Regions from separate parts of the Macaca mulatta genome. Here all the other regions are linked to region 1. The links are chromatin contacts, called in public Hi-C maps. All regions are on one chromosome and are shown on one strand. The core of a region is the stretch at or near the end of the contact, and the rest is flanking DNA. Distances in the headings are between cores, read along the strand shown.

The links. Hi-C and Micro-C count contacts between places; a contact is called where the count stands out from the background.
Region 2: a Hi-C map of fetal cortex germinal zone shows a contact between it and region 1, with 5 times the contacts expected there. The contact joins the enhancer-like site here to the promoter of LOC697790 in region 1. A contact is called at or near these places in 4 of 14 Hi-C or Micro-C datasets (blood, cortical neurons, fetal cortex germinal zone and 1 more).
Region 3: a Hi-C map of fetal cortex germinal zone shows a contact between it and region 1, with 4 times the contacts expected there. The contact joins the promoter of RRAGA here to the promoter of LOC697790 in region 1. A contact is called at or near these places in 2 of 14 Hi-C or Micro-C datasets (fetal cortex germinal zone and fetal cortical plate).

The regions. Positions count from the first base shown.
Region 1 is chr15:79,723,254-79,727,374 of T2T-MMU8v2.0, reverse strand. LOC697790 (microtubule-associated protein 1 light chain 3 beta) reads right to left here and starts at 1,710. Exons shown (of 2, transcript XM_077966414.1): 1 at 1,639-1,710. The coding sequence starts at 1,710.
Region 2 is chr15:79,274,962-79,279,082 of T2T-MMU8v2.0, reverse strand. The region is part of intron 1 of LOC114672784 (a long non-coding RNA gene); the gene reads left to right. Among named protein-coding and RNA genes, the nearest start is that of SLC24A2, 130 kb to the left of the region's middle. Within about 2 kb of position 1,757, at least 14 of the 40 cell types and tissues checked have an H3K27ac peak or open chromatin away from gene starts, as enhancers often do. A contact at or near this core is called in cortical neurons, fetal cortex germinal zone and fetal cortical plate, where this site is marked.
Region 3 is chr15:80,147,141-80,151,261 of T2T-MMU8v2.0, reverse strand. It overlaps RRAGA (Ras related GTP binding A), which reads left to right and starts at 2,137. Exons shown (of 1, transcript NM_001194800.2): 1 at 2,137-3,898. The coding sequence starts at 2,528. The coding sequence ends at 3,469. It overlaps SAXO1 (stabilizer of axonemal microtubules 1), which reads right to left and starts at 2,446. Exons shown (of 5, transcript XM_077966040.1): 1 at 2,074-2,446.

The DNA of each region.
Region 1 (4,121 bases), core at 461-2,960:
GAATCTGCTCTGTGTCTCTCCCTCCATTGTCACGGGGCTTCTTCCTTGTGTCCCTGTGACCTTGTGTCTAAGTTTCTCCTTTATCTTATAAAGACATCAGTCATTGAATTTAGGGTCCACCCTAATCCAGTATGACCTTAACTAATGACATCTGCAAAGACCCCATTCCCAAATAAGGTCACATTCTGAGATTCTGGGTGAAGGTGAATTTTGGGGAAACATTATTTGAACCACTACACTGTCATGTGCCAAGCATGTGGAATCCCCTCCCCACTTTTAGCTAAAACCACCAGAATGGATTTAGTGTTGTGGAACCTCTAGACTCCCCCGCGTGTGTGCATTCACCTTGCATGCACACATACGTGCACACTGACACATGCTGGCACACATGTACCCAGGGTTTCCTCTTTCTCTCCCATGGTCCCTGGTGAAATTTCCTGTAATACCTTTTCATGCTCTCCCTCCGAGGCAGGGAGGGGTACCCTATCTACAACCAGCTGTGGAAAATACCCCGAGAAGCAGTGAAGGGAGGCAGCACTAAGGAGGAGAGTGATGTGGGCTGAACTAGGAAGGAGGGGGTTTTAGGAAGCTGGCCTGGGGGTTCACTTGGAAGAAAACCTGTTCCCTTCCCAAATCTTAGGATGTCTGGAGGGATAAGGCCATCCAGTCTGGCATCTCCCTGCCTTCACCACATGGCCTCCTCATCTTTGTATTCCCAGAGACAAACCCAGGGCCTGGGAGACTGAATCCAAACATCAATTTATCAACCAATCAATCTGTAGAGCAGCGATCGCCAAACTTTTTGGCACCAGGGACCAGTTTCATGGAAGACACTTTTTTCCACAGACTGGAAAGGGCTGGAGGTGTGGGGTGGAGAATGGTTTCAGATGGTTCAAGCTCATTACATTTATTGTACACTTTATTTCTATTATTATTACATTGTAATGAATAATGAAATAATTATTGTAATGTAAGGATGATAATTATTATTACATTGTAATATATAATGAAATAATTACAACTCACTGTAATGTGGAATCAGTGGGAGCCCTGAGCTTGTTTTCCTACGAGTAGGTGGTCACATCTGGGTATGATGGGAGATGGAGACAGATCATCAGGCATTAGATTCTCATAAGGAACACGCAGCCTAGATCCCTCCCATAAGCAGTTTACAACAGAGTTCACGCTCCTATGAGAATCGAATGCCACTGCTGATCTGACAGGAGGCGCAGCTCAGGCGGTCATGCTCGTCCTCACCCCGCGGCTCATCTCCGTCTGTGCAGCCCGGTTCCTAACAGGCCACAAACAGGTACTGGTCTGCGGCCTGGGATGTGGCGCCCTGCCTTAGAGCAAAAGAGGTTTGGGGTGTGGTGAGAATACCTTGCCCGGGTAAGGAAGGCTTCCTGGATTGGAATGGGGCGTCCAAACTGAGACCTGAGGAGCCGGGAGAACTAGGCCAGGGGAAAGGTCTCCAGGGTGCCAGACCGCTGGGCAGATGATGGCTCTTCTGTCCACGGCACTTGGTTGGATGTCAGTAGTACTGAGGAGTGTGTGTGTGTGTGTGTGCAAGTGTGATCGTGTGAGTGTGTGTGTATTTTTGTGCAGAGCAAGTGTGAAGGAGGCCAGCAGGAGCCATACCCATGAGTTGAAAATATCAGAAAGGGGAGCTATGACCTGCAAGATACATTGTGATTGTGGTGTCTTGGCCATTGTGCGCTGGGACCACAGGAAGGTCAGGGATGCACTTCTGCTTGGTCCTAAGGCTGGCAGTTGGGAGATGCGGGCGTGTGGAGCGGAGCCCGGTGGGTGCAGTGTCTGGAGCTGGCTGGGAGCAGCTCAGCCTGGGTGTCGGAGGAGCGGGCGGGCGCTGCTCGGGGCGCCCACCAGGGGGCAGTGCTGCCGGGCGAGAGCGCTGCGGGCTGAGGCGCGCGGGGCTGCGGGGCTCGGGGCTGTGGGAGTAGGAGGCGCGTCACTGTGGGACTGGGGGCTGGCGGGCGCGGGGCACAGGGCTGCGGCGTGGACAGCCAGGGCGGCTTTTGCCTCCCACACAGGCAGGAGAGTACTGCCTGTACTCGCCGCCAGGGATGTTTCCGGGCGAGCGGACCGTGCTGACTCCGGGCTGCAGAAACGCGCCCCCAGAAGAAAGCTCTGCGCTTTGCGGGAGCTCCTTAAAGCCAAGGTTCCAGAGAATGGATTTATCCCAAAGCTGATAACGCTAACACTTCTGCCACCCCAAGGCTGTGTTCATGCATATATCTATATGAGATTCCCTGAAAGTATGTATGTTTCAGACCCACAAAACCAGGTTCTGCCTCTAGGTGACTCCACTCCAGGTTTCAGTTTGGTTGCCCCCTTGACAGTCTAGATCCCTAACCCCAGATCCACCAGAGCTGCTGAGAAACTGGGGCAAGCATCCACAGACACAAGTGTCTTGGGGTATGAGTGGGTATATGGGTGTGGATGAGAGAGTGAGCGAGCGAAGGAGCTCAGCAGTATAACGCCAGTAGCACCTACACTTCCAGTTGTGACAACCCAAAGTGTCGCAAACATTGTCAAATGTCAGATGTCCGGCCAGGAGAGCCAGGAGCTGTCCTTGCTTGCGAGCCGGGAGCTGTCCTTGGTTGAGAACCACTGATTTAGAGATTTAGCTTTCCTTTACCATTGCTGCTTATGGGTTAAGCCTCAGTCTTTTCCAGAGGGCTTGGATTGTGACTTGTACAACCTCTTACCAGAGACTTCCACCCACCAAATTGAAAGGGTCACAGGCCAACTCCGGGAGTGGAGAACCTGGGTTCAATCAAGGAAAGGGCCAGGGGCCTCCTTTCCTCCCGTGGCCTTGGCTTCTGCCTGCGAGCTGGGGAGAAAGTAGCTGCTGGCCTGGCCGGGAGTGCTGTGCTCTGCTCCCAGTTTCTCTCTTCCAACAGTTAGAAAATGAAAGTTGGAAGAGATCCGAGAGGATATCTAGTTCAACACCTGCCCCTTCCGTTAAAAAAGTGTTTACGATGAGAACACTGACATTCAGAGCCCTGAAGCATGTCTTCCAGGGCTACGCAGCTTTTATGAGGTAGAAGTAAGACCAGGCCCAGGTCTCCTGACTTCCAGCCTAGGGCTTTTTCTGCTCCATGGACAGCCTCTCTGAGTCCCCCATTAAAATGCAGTCCCCCTGGAGGGCACACACTATAAACTAGATGAGTAGCTGCTTAATAAATGACCCTGAAACTTAGTGGCTTGAAAGAAAAATAAACAGTCTCTCAGTTTCTCTGGGTCAGGAATTTGGGAGCAGCTTGGCTGGGCAGTTCTGCCTCAGAGTCTCTCATAAGTTTCAGTGAGATGTTGGCCAGGGCTTTTAAGTACAGACTTTGGTCAAGAATCTTCTCTTGGCCAGGCACTATGGTTCACGCTTATAATCCCAGCACTTTGGGAGGCCATGGTAGGAGGATCACTTGAGGCTAGGAATTTGAGGCTAGCCTGTAGAAGTATTAACCAGAGCATTTCTTGATTCCAGACTCACTGCCTCAGCCTGGAGACCAGGATGGCATCCCCAGGTCCTTTCAAAGTCATCTGCAATGGAAACTCTCTGCTTTTAGTTTTTCCCAGGACAGTCAGCCAACCAACCACTGGGTCTGGCAGGCTGGCTGTGGAATAGAGGCTGGAGCCCTGATCTGAGCTTGCAGAGGACTGGCGCTGCCATTTAACAGCTTTAGGAGTTTGGGCATGTGAAATTGCTTTGTAAACTACAAAGGGCTGTGTGTAAAAGCCTAAGGTGGATATTCTTTTTTTTTTTTTGAGATGGAGTCTCGCTCTGTCCCTCTGGCTGGAGTGCAGTGGCGCGATCTCAGCTCACTGCAAGCTCCGCCTCTCAGGTTCATGCCATTCTCCTGCCTCAGCCTCCCAAGTAGCTGGGACTACAGGCACCCGCCACCGCGCCTGGCTCATTTTTTGTATTTTTAGTAGAGATGGGGTTTCACCGTGGTCTCGATCTCCTGACCTTGTGATCCGCCCGCCTCGGCCTTCCAAAGTGCTGGGATTATAGGCGTGAGCCACCGCGCCCGGCTAAGGTGGATATTCATGACGCTCTTGCCACCATCTCAAGCTGGTGACAGGCGACCTTCCTGATGTAG
Region 2 (4,121 bases), core at 508-3,007, 450 kb after region 1:
GCGCTCAGTTCCCTCATCTATAAAATAAAGATAATCATAGTACCTACCCTTATAGGGTTGTTGTGAGGATTGAGTCGATATAAGCAACAAGTTTAGAATAATGTTGACGCATGCCATGTACTATTTATTCATAATTATTATGGCAGGCGGGTGTTCCAATGTAAATCATCAACCTACCACCAACAGTTCACCTGTGGTAAATGGTTACCATTTACCTGTCTTCTCCTCATCTTTATTTGATAACATTTCATTTAATGACCTTTCTATAGTTTTATCATCTTCACTAAGAATTTAGAACTTACATGGCTGGGCGTGGTGGCTCAAGCCTGAAATCCCAGCACTTTGGGAGGCTGAGGTGGGCGGATCACGAGGTCAGGAGATCGAGACCATCCTGGCTAACACGGTGAAACCTCGTCTCTACTAAAAATACAATAAATTAGCTGGGCATGGTGGCGGGTGCCTGAGTCCCTACTTGGGAGGCTGAGGCAGGAGAACGGCGTGAACCCGGGAGGTGGAACTTGCAGTGAACGGGGATCACACCACTGCACTCCAGCCTGGGCGACAGAGTGAGACTCCATCTCAAAAAAAAAAAAAAAAAAAAAGAAAAAAAAAAGAATTTAGAACTTACCATGCCATGTACAATATGCAATATTGAATAATCTCACCTCGATCAAAAAAATAAAGCCTCATTTTCCATGCATACAGAGAAAAATATATTCATCATGATTTTGGGGGAGCATTTAAATTCCTTCCCTGTAAAGTTTAGCTGAGGGAGTCTTATATTTTCCTAGAGAGAACGCAACATCTAACCATGCATTTCATCAGGGAACTCTATGGTACAAGGTCTCTTTTCACCTCCTTTCACAAAAAAGTGACTCCAAGCCCTGCTGGCCACTCACAATACAAAAAGCATATCTATTACTTACATGAAAGTTGAATTTAATGTGATAGGAGCAAATCACTTTTCAAAGTGGCCAAGAGAGGAGAAAAGGGTTAAGAAGTCTCTATTGATGTAAGACAAATTAAAAGCAGAAATAGAAGAAATGACACTCCTTCCCAAGAATCCTATGAGTGGGTTTTTATGCTCTGAAAATGTACCTTGATTCATTTACTTCTGTTCATACATGTTTGCATGTATGTCCTTCTCCAAGCAGCTAGAGAAACTAAAGTTTGATGCATCAGCCTGTTCCCATTGTTTCATGAGCAACCATCCAGTCTAAAAGACTAGCCTAAAGACTCTAAAAGTGGAAAATGTATTCTTTCACTCAAAAATTCCACAAGCCATCTCGCTAAGCATGAAATAGCTTCAGGGAATTCTATTTTTTCTGATAGTCCATCCCTAAGTATTTGAGTCCATGATTTTCAGGGGAGCCAAGAGATCTCATACCAAATTGCAGGAACTTCCTATGATGTTTTTAAAAAGCAGCCATTTAGTGTTCTTCTCTGATTTGGAGACAGGCAATAAAATCTTTTTATGCACCTTATTTATTTTCCTAGACATTTAAATTTTTTATGCCCAGCATGCTCAATAATTTAAGCAGAGTTGAAAATGGCCAGGTTTTACCTTCCATGGGATTATCCTTGGGGACTGAGGGTTTAAAAGAATGACAGCTATGAAAAATCCCAGGCCTCCTCCCAGCTGTGCACATTGAACTATCTCTACTGAAAGCAGTAACCTCTGCCTGCTTCACAGGAGGCATTGGCGAGCATCCTAGCAGTCACTGTAAATCACAGCCCATCACACAGCTAACTCTAGAGCAATGGGGCCACCTAGACTCCAAATATGGAAGTGCTGAAAGGACAAAATCCCTCCTGGGATTCATTCCTAGAGGCTCCTTGAGATCTGGATATTGAGAGGGTAAAAGAGAAGCTTGTACATGTCTGAGTCTCAGGTGATCAAAGACAACTTGAATGCATGAGGATTTTTCTCCATAAAACATATTAGATATTAACTTTTAAATATTTATAAAGACATGAAATATCTTAAATATTAAAAATTGTATTTTATGAGTGTTGGCCTAAAGATGAATATATTCCTGTTATATATTGCATATTAAGTAGTATATATTTACATTTATAACATTTAATTTAACCTACTGGTTTTTAAAAAATTGTTAAAAGAAATAAAGACATTTTTCTGGGACCTTAAAAGTATTGTGGGCCCTCCACACTGTGCCTAGTGGATAAATTGGCACGGCTGGCACACACTAGGGAGGTCAAGGTTTATAAGGCCTAGAAGCCTTCCATCCTTTAGACTCTTAGAATGTACGGAAAGATGTCCAAGGACACCCAAAGAGTTACCATACTTTCCTGCATTTCATGAATTTCTTTCATATTTTAATGTTTCCTTTAATGTATCACATAATAGATGACACGTTTAACATTGAGGTGGTGGGACTCTGTTCCCTTAAAGTCTTCATTGAATTGATAATACTTTTCAAATACACAGCATCTTAAAATGGAGGAGGCATGTTGTCCTAGCCATGATGAGGAAAAGCAGCCATCCCTGTGCCCTGGGATCTTTCCTGACCTGGCTCGTTCCCCTCCCTACCTACCCAGCCACACATCAAGAAGCAGTCCTTTGTCATTTATTAGCCCACCTTGGAAGCCACATTGCAGCAGTTCTGCTGTCCTCTTGGTTGAAGCAGTCACAAGCCCACCCCATTCATGGAGGAATGACAAGGTCACATTGTAGAAGAACATGTGAAATGGGGATATGGTTGTTGTCACCTTTGGAGAATGCAATCTGCCAAACATCCCCCAACAAAGACAAATACATAGAGAGTCGGATCATTTCTTTCTTTTTACTTTTTTTCTTTTTTGAGACAGAGTTTGTTCTTGTTGCCCAGGCTGGAGTGCAATGGCGCAATCTCGGCTCACTGCAACCTCTGCCTCCCGGGTTCAAGTGATTCTCCTGCCTCAGACTCCCGAGTAGCTGGGATTACAGGCATGCGCCACCATGCCTGGCTAATTTTTGTATTTTTAATTGAGACGGGGTTTCACCAGCCTGGTCTCGAACTCCTGACCTCAGGTGATCCACCCGCCTCAGCCTCTCAAAGTGCTGGGATTACAGAGAGTTAGATCATTTCTAAATGGAAGTGGGTAGCAAGGGTGATGAACAAACAGAAATTACACTGTATTCACTCCGTTGTGCCACCGTCATGCCTGAGAGGGAGCAGAGCAGCTGGCTGTGCAATCCCTTTAAGGAACATGGATATATATACCCAGTTGGTTCAGGCAATGGGTGTTACTATCAAACTATTTGCAGAGGAGTAAGGAAAACAAAAATGAGAGTGGCCAGGATGTCCTTCTCAGTCAGCTGAGCTGTGACAGCTTGTTTAGGGTGGTTGTGCAATTTAAGATGTGTCATCCCCAGCCTCAGATATCAGTGTTTCTCTTTGCTAGAACTCTACCATTATGGCTGCTTTTGGGGGAGTCCGCCACCCCATTTCTCCTGCAGTTACTAGTTACCTTATTCCCTGCTTCTCCCGTTTCTTGGTTTATACCCCTTGTGGCTTCTAGAATGTCATCTTGGTCAGGTTTCCATCACTGATCTAGTCAGCTGTGTCCATCAGTGGGATCAGGGCTTCCAGACATCTTCCCAACACAAGCCACTGACGGTGTGGCTCCTCCTTGAGAGCCAATAAGGACCCCATGAGGGTGTGGCTCCTCCTCAAGAGCCAGTAAGGACCCCATGAGGGTGTGGCTCCTCCTCAAGAGCCAGTAAGGACCCCATGAGGGTGTGGCTCCTCCTCAAGAGCCAGTAAGGACCCCATGAAGGTGTGACTCCTCCTTAAGAGCAAATAAGGATCCCATGTCTTGTGGCTCAAAATAAATACCTTTCATTGCCTGCAGATGTCAATTTCCTAAGGTTGGGCCCAGGGTGAATAAAGGAAGATAAAAGGAGACTGAATCTCTGAGGGTAAAACACAGGACAAAGTGAAATAACTTCTTCACCAAAGCAACCACCAAACTGCCTAGCATCTTCCTGCTCTCCTATCTCTGTGAGAGTCTATTGCTTGCCCCATAATTACAATCCTTCAGCTCATTTGGCTCGTAATCACGCCTTTGAATGCAGCACAGACAGAACGAACCCAGCTTTTCTGACTGTTCTAGGCTCA
Region 3 (4,121 bases), core at 888-3,387, 420 kb before region 1:
GCACTCCAGTCTAGGCTACTGAGCAAGACTCCGTCTCAAAACAAAAACAAAAACAAAAAATGTATAAAACTTAGCCAGGCATGGTGGTGAAGGCCTGTAGTCCCAGCTACTTGGGAGGCTGAGGCAGGAGAATCTCTTGAACCCGGGAGGTGGAGGTTGCAGTGAGCCAAGATCGTGCCACTACACTCTAGCCTGGGCAACAGAGTGAGATTCTGTCTCCAAGAAAAAAAAAAAAAAGAAAGAAAAGAAAGAATACATTAGAGGAGACTCCATAAAATGTGATATCCAGACCTTAGGAATATTCACATGAGAGAATAGAGGAAATACATCATCAAACAATTCAAGAACATTGTTCAGAATTCAATGGCATGGTTTCCAAATTAAAAGACACATTGGAGGGTCCAGCACAATGCAAATTTGAGCTCAACAATGCCAATTATCATTAAATTTCAGAACACTAGAATAAGGAAATTTTGAATATGTTTTTAGAGAGGAAAGAATAGATCAAAACCAAGAAGCAGGCATCAGACTACTGGCAGCTAAAAGATGATGGAGCAACAGAGCAATGCCTCCAAGACTCTAAGGAAAAATTATGTCCAACCAATCAAGTGTGAGGGTAAAAACAAAGAAAATTTCAGACATCCAATGTCTTGAAATTTTTACTCTCCTCATACTTTTTATCTGGAAGCTATTGGATCATGTGTTCCACCAAATGAGCCAAAAATGAGAAGATGTGAAATCAGGAAAAAGAATACCCAACTCGAAAGAATGGGGAAGGGAAACCCCAGAATGGTGGTGAAAGATAAGAAGGCTCCAGAAGAGATATCACCAAGGAGATGAAATTGAATACACTAAGAGGAGATTTTCCACATACTATATTGTATTATGGAATTTCACTCTATGATTTCCATAAACTACAGCAAAGGCCATTTTTGAACTTCTACTGTACATGTTAACAGTAGGAATTTTTTTTAATAAATGAAAGAATGGAATACCTGAATTTGTACAGTACAGTATACACTTTGAAAAGGGCTTTAGGCCAGGCACGGTGGCTCATGCCTGTAATCCCAGCAATTTGGGAGGCCGAGGCAGGTGGCTCGCTTAAGGTCAGGAGTTCAAGACCAGCCTAGCCAACATGGTGAAACCCCGTCGCTACTAAAAATACAAAAATTAGCCGGGGGTGGTGGCAGGTGCCCATAATCCCAGCTATTTGGGGGGCTGAGGCAGGAGAATCGCTTGAACCCAGGAGGCGGAGGTTGCAATGAGCTGAGATCATACCACTGCACTCCAGCCTGGGCAACAGAGCAAGACTCCATCTCAAAAGAAAAAAAAAGGACTTTAAGGTAGATATAGAGGCTTCAGTATCCTGATGACTCTCATTCATTCTGTATGAACGATACTGGAGGACACTGATTCTCTTATCTACTTGAAGACTAAGAGCAGAATCACATTATGCTTTTAGAGGGGCACAGGGTGGCCTATTGTTAGGCAAATAGACTGCAGTCAGACTAAAACCAAATTCCATTTCATCATTTAGTATATGTGTAACTTGGTCAAGTGACTTAACCTCTCTAACCTTTGATTCCCTCACTTGAAAATAGGGTTATTAATTCACAGGGTTACTGTGAGGATGGAACTAATGCATGGGATTCCATATTATCGTTTCCTCGAGCTTTGGAATTCTAATTATAAATTCTAAACTCTGAGATTACGGGAAAAGCAGATGTGAGAAAGGAATTAAAAGCACCAACTGGAAGCCAGGATGTCTCTCAAGAGGGACTCGCTATCGTCTAGCTGCGCAGCGGTGGGCAATCGCTTAACTTGTCTAAGTCTCACTTTCCGCATCTGCACATTCTCCATCTGCCCTGCCCCTGTACTCACTGGGCCAGGGAACCTGGGGAGGCCTAAGCGGACTGGGAAGTTAGGCTTTCCCTCCACTTCATCAGTCGGCTGCCCCTGCGGAAACCCGCCCAGCACACCTCGCTCCTAAAGCCAGTTGCGGTAGTGGTGGTGGGTGGGGCTTTTTTTTGGCCACCAGAGGGCAGCATTTCCCCCTGCCAACCATACACGTACCCCTAGCAACCGCAAACCCAGCTGCAACAGAACAAAAGACCGCAGTCCTTGGGCTTCCCTTCCATCTTAGGGCTCACGCTGCCCGAGTTGGGTTTCATTAGAGTAGCAGCTTTTCAAAGCTCGTCGGGCAGGAGCGGCGGAGCGACGGAGCTCTCGCGAGATCGCCGCCGGAAGTGGGTGGTGGCGGGGACGCAGCGGTTCCCTCTCCGGAAGGCAAGCGCATCTCCCAAGCCGTTGCTACCGACAGCCGCAGGCGCTCCCTTCTGAGGAAGAGCCAGCCCCGCTGCGGCCTCTCCAGCCCCGGGTTCGCGCTCTCGCCTCTCCTGCCTGCCCAGCTGCGCGGCGGAGCGGAGCGAGGCACCGCCTGCGAGTCTCCGGCAGCCCCCGGACCCCTCCCTCGGCGCTGCGTGTAGGCCGCGCCCTCAGGCCCAGTCCGCGGCGGCCCCGGCGGGTGATGCCAAATACAGCCATGAAGAAAAAGGTGCTGCTGATGGGGAAGAGCGGGTCGGGGAAGACCAGCATGAGGTCGATTATCTTCGCCAATTATATTGCTCGCGACACCCGGCGCCTGGGGGCCACCATTGACGTGGAGCACTCCCACGTCCGATTCCTGGGGAACCTGGTGCTGAACCTGTGGGACTGTGGCGGTCAGGACACCTTCATGGAAAATTACTTCACCAGCCAGCGAGACAATATTTTCCGTAACGTGGAAGTTTTGATTTACGTGTTTGACGTGGAGAGCCGCGAACTGGAAAAGGACATGCATTATTACCAGTCGTGTCTGGAGGCCATCCTCCAGAACTCTCCCGACGCCAAAATCTTCTGCCTGGTGCACAAAATGGATCTGGTTCAGGAGGATCAGCGCGACCTGATTTTTAAAGAGCGAGAGGAAGACCTGAGGCGTCTGTCTCGCCCGCTGGAGTGTGCTTGTTTTCGAACGTCCATCTGGGATGAGACGCTCTACAAAGCCTGGTCCAGCATCGTCTACCAGCTGATTCCCAACGTTCAGCAGCTGGAGATGAACCTCAGGAATTTTGCCCAAATCATTGAGGCCGATGAAGTTCTCCTGTTCGAAAGAGCTACGTTCTTGGTTATTTCCCACTACCAGTGCAAAGAGCAGCGCGACGTCCACCGGTTTGAGAAGATCAGCAACATCATCAAACAGTTCAAGCTGAGCTGCAGTAAATTGGCCGCTTCCTTCCAGAGCATGGAAGTTAGGAATTCCAACTTCGCTGCTTTCATCGACATCTTCACTTCAAACACGTACGTGATGGTGGTCATGTCAGACCCGTCGATCCCTTCTGCAGCCACTCTGATCAACATTCGCAATGCCCGGAAACACTTTGAGAAGCTGGAGAGAGTGGATGGCCCCAAGCACAGTCTTCTTATGCGTTGAATATTGCCAAATGCTCTTTCTGAAAATGCTGAATTGCCTTTTTTTGTTTGCATCCTTTATTTTTAATATTCATAATGTCGTGTGCTTAAAAGTGGGCTTTGAAGTGTGTGCTGCTTACTCCTTTCATCTTTCTCCCCGGCTCCCCAGTCTTTAAACATTGGACGCTATTTACTCGGCTACCCAGTAGAGCTTTGAAGCTGGCCTTTCTGAGAAGTTGGTATGATGTAACACTAAAGTAGGTGGTTCGTGTGTGTTCTCATTACCTGGTTATAATAGATATGCACATCAAAGCCTTTACCAGTATCTCCTGTATTCCGTATCAGATTGCAAAGATGGAATGTTACTATTTTATCAGTAAGGTATTAAAATGCATTTATAAATTCTTCTTGGCTTCATTCCTGAATAAACGTGTTAGCAATTTAAAACATGGCCTTATTTGAAATAACTCGAAAGTGCTTAATATGTAAATCTAAAGATTCTGACTGCGCACAAGTATTGCTTGACTGGCAAATTTGATTCTGTGAGTTTAGCCCCCAGCATTTTAGTGATGTTTGGTAACAGCTGTAGAAGTGCTTATGCTATGGACTCAAGCTAGACCACTTGAGTTAGTATTCTGGTCCCTTCACTTACTAGCTCTGTGAACATGAGCAAG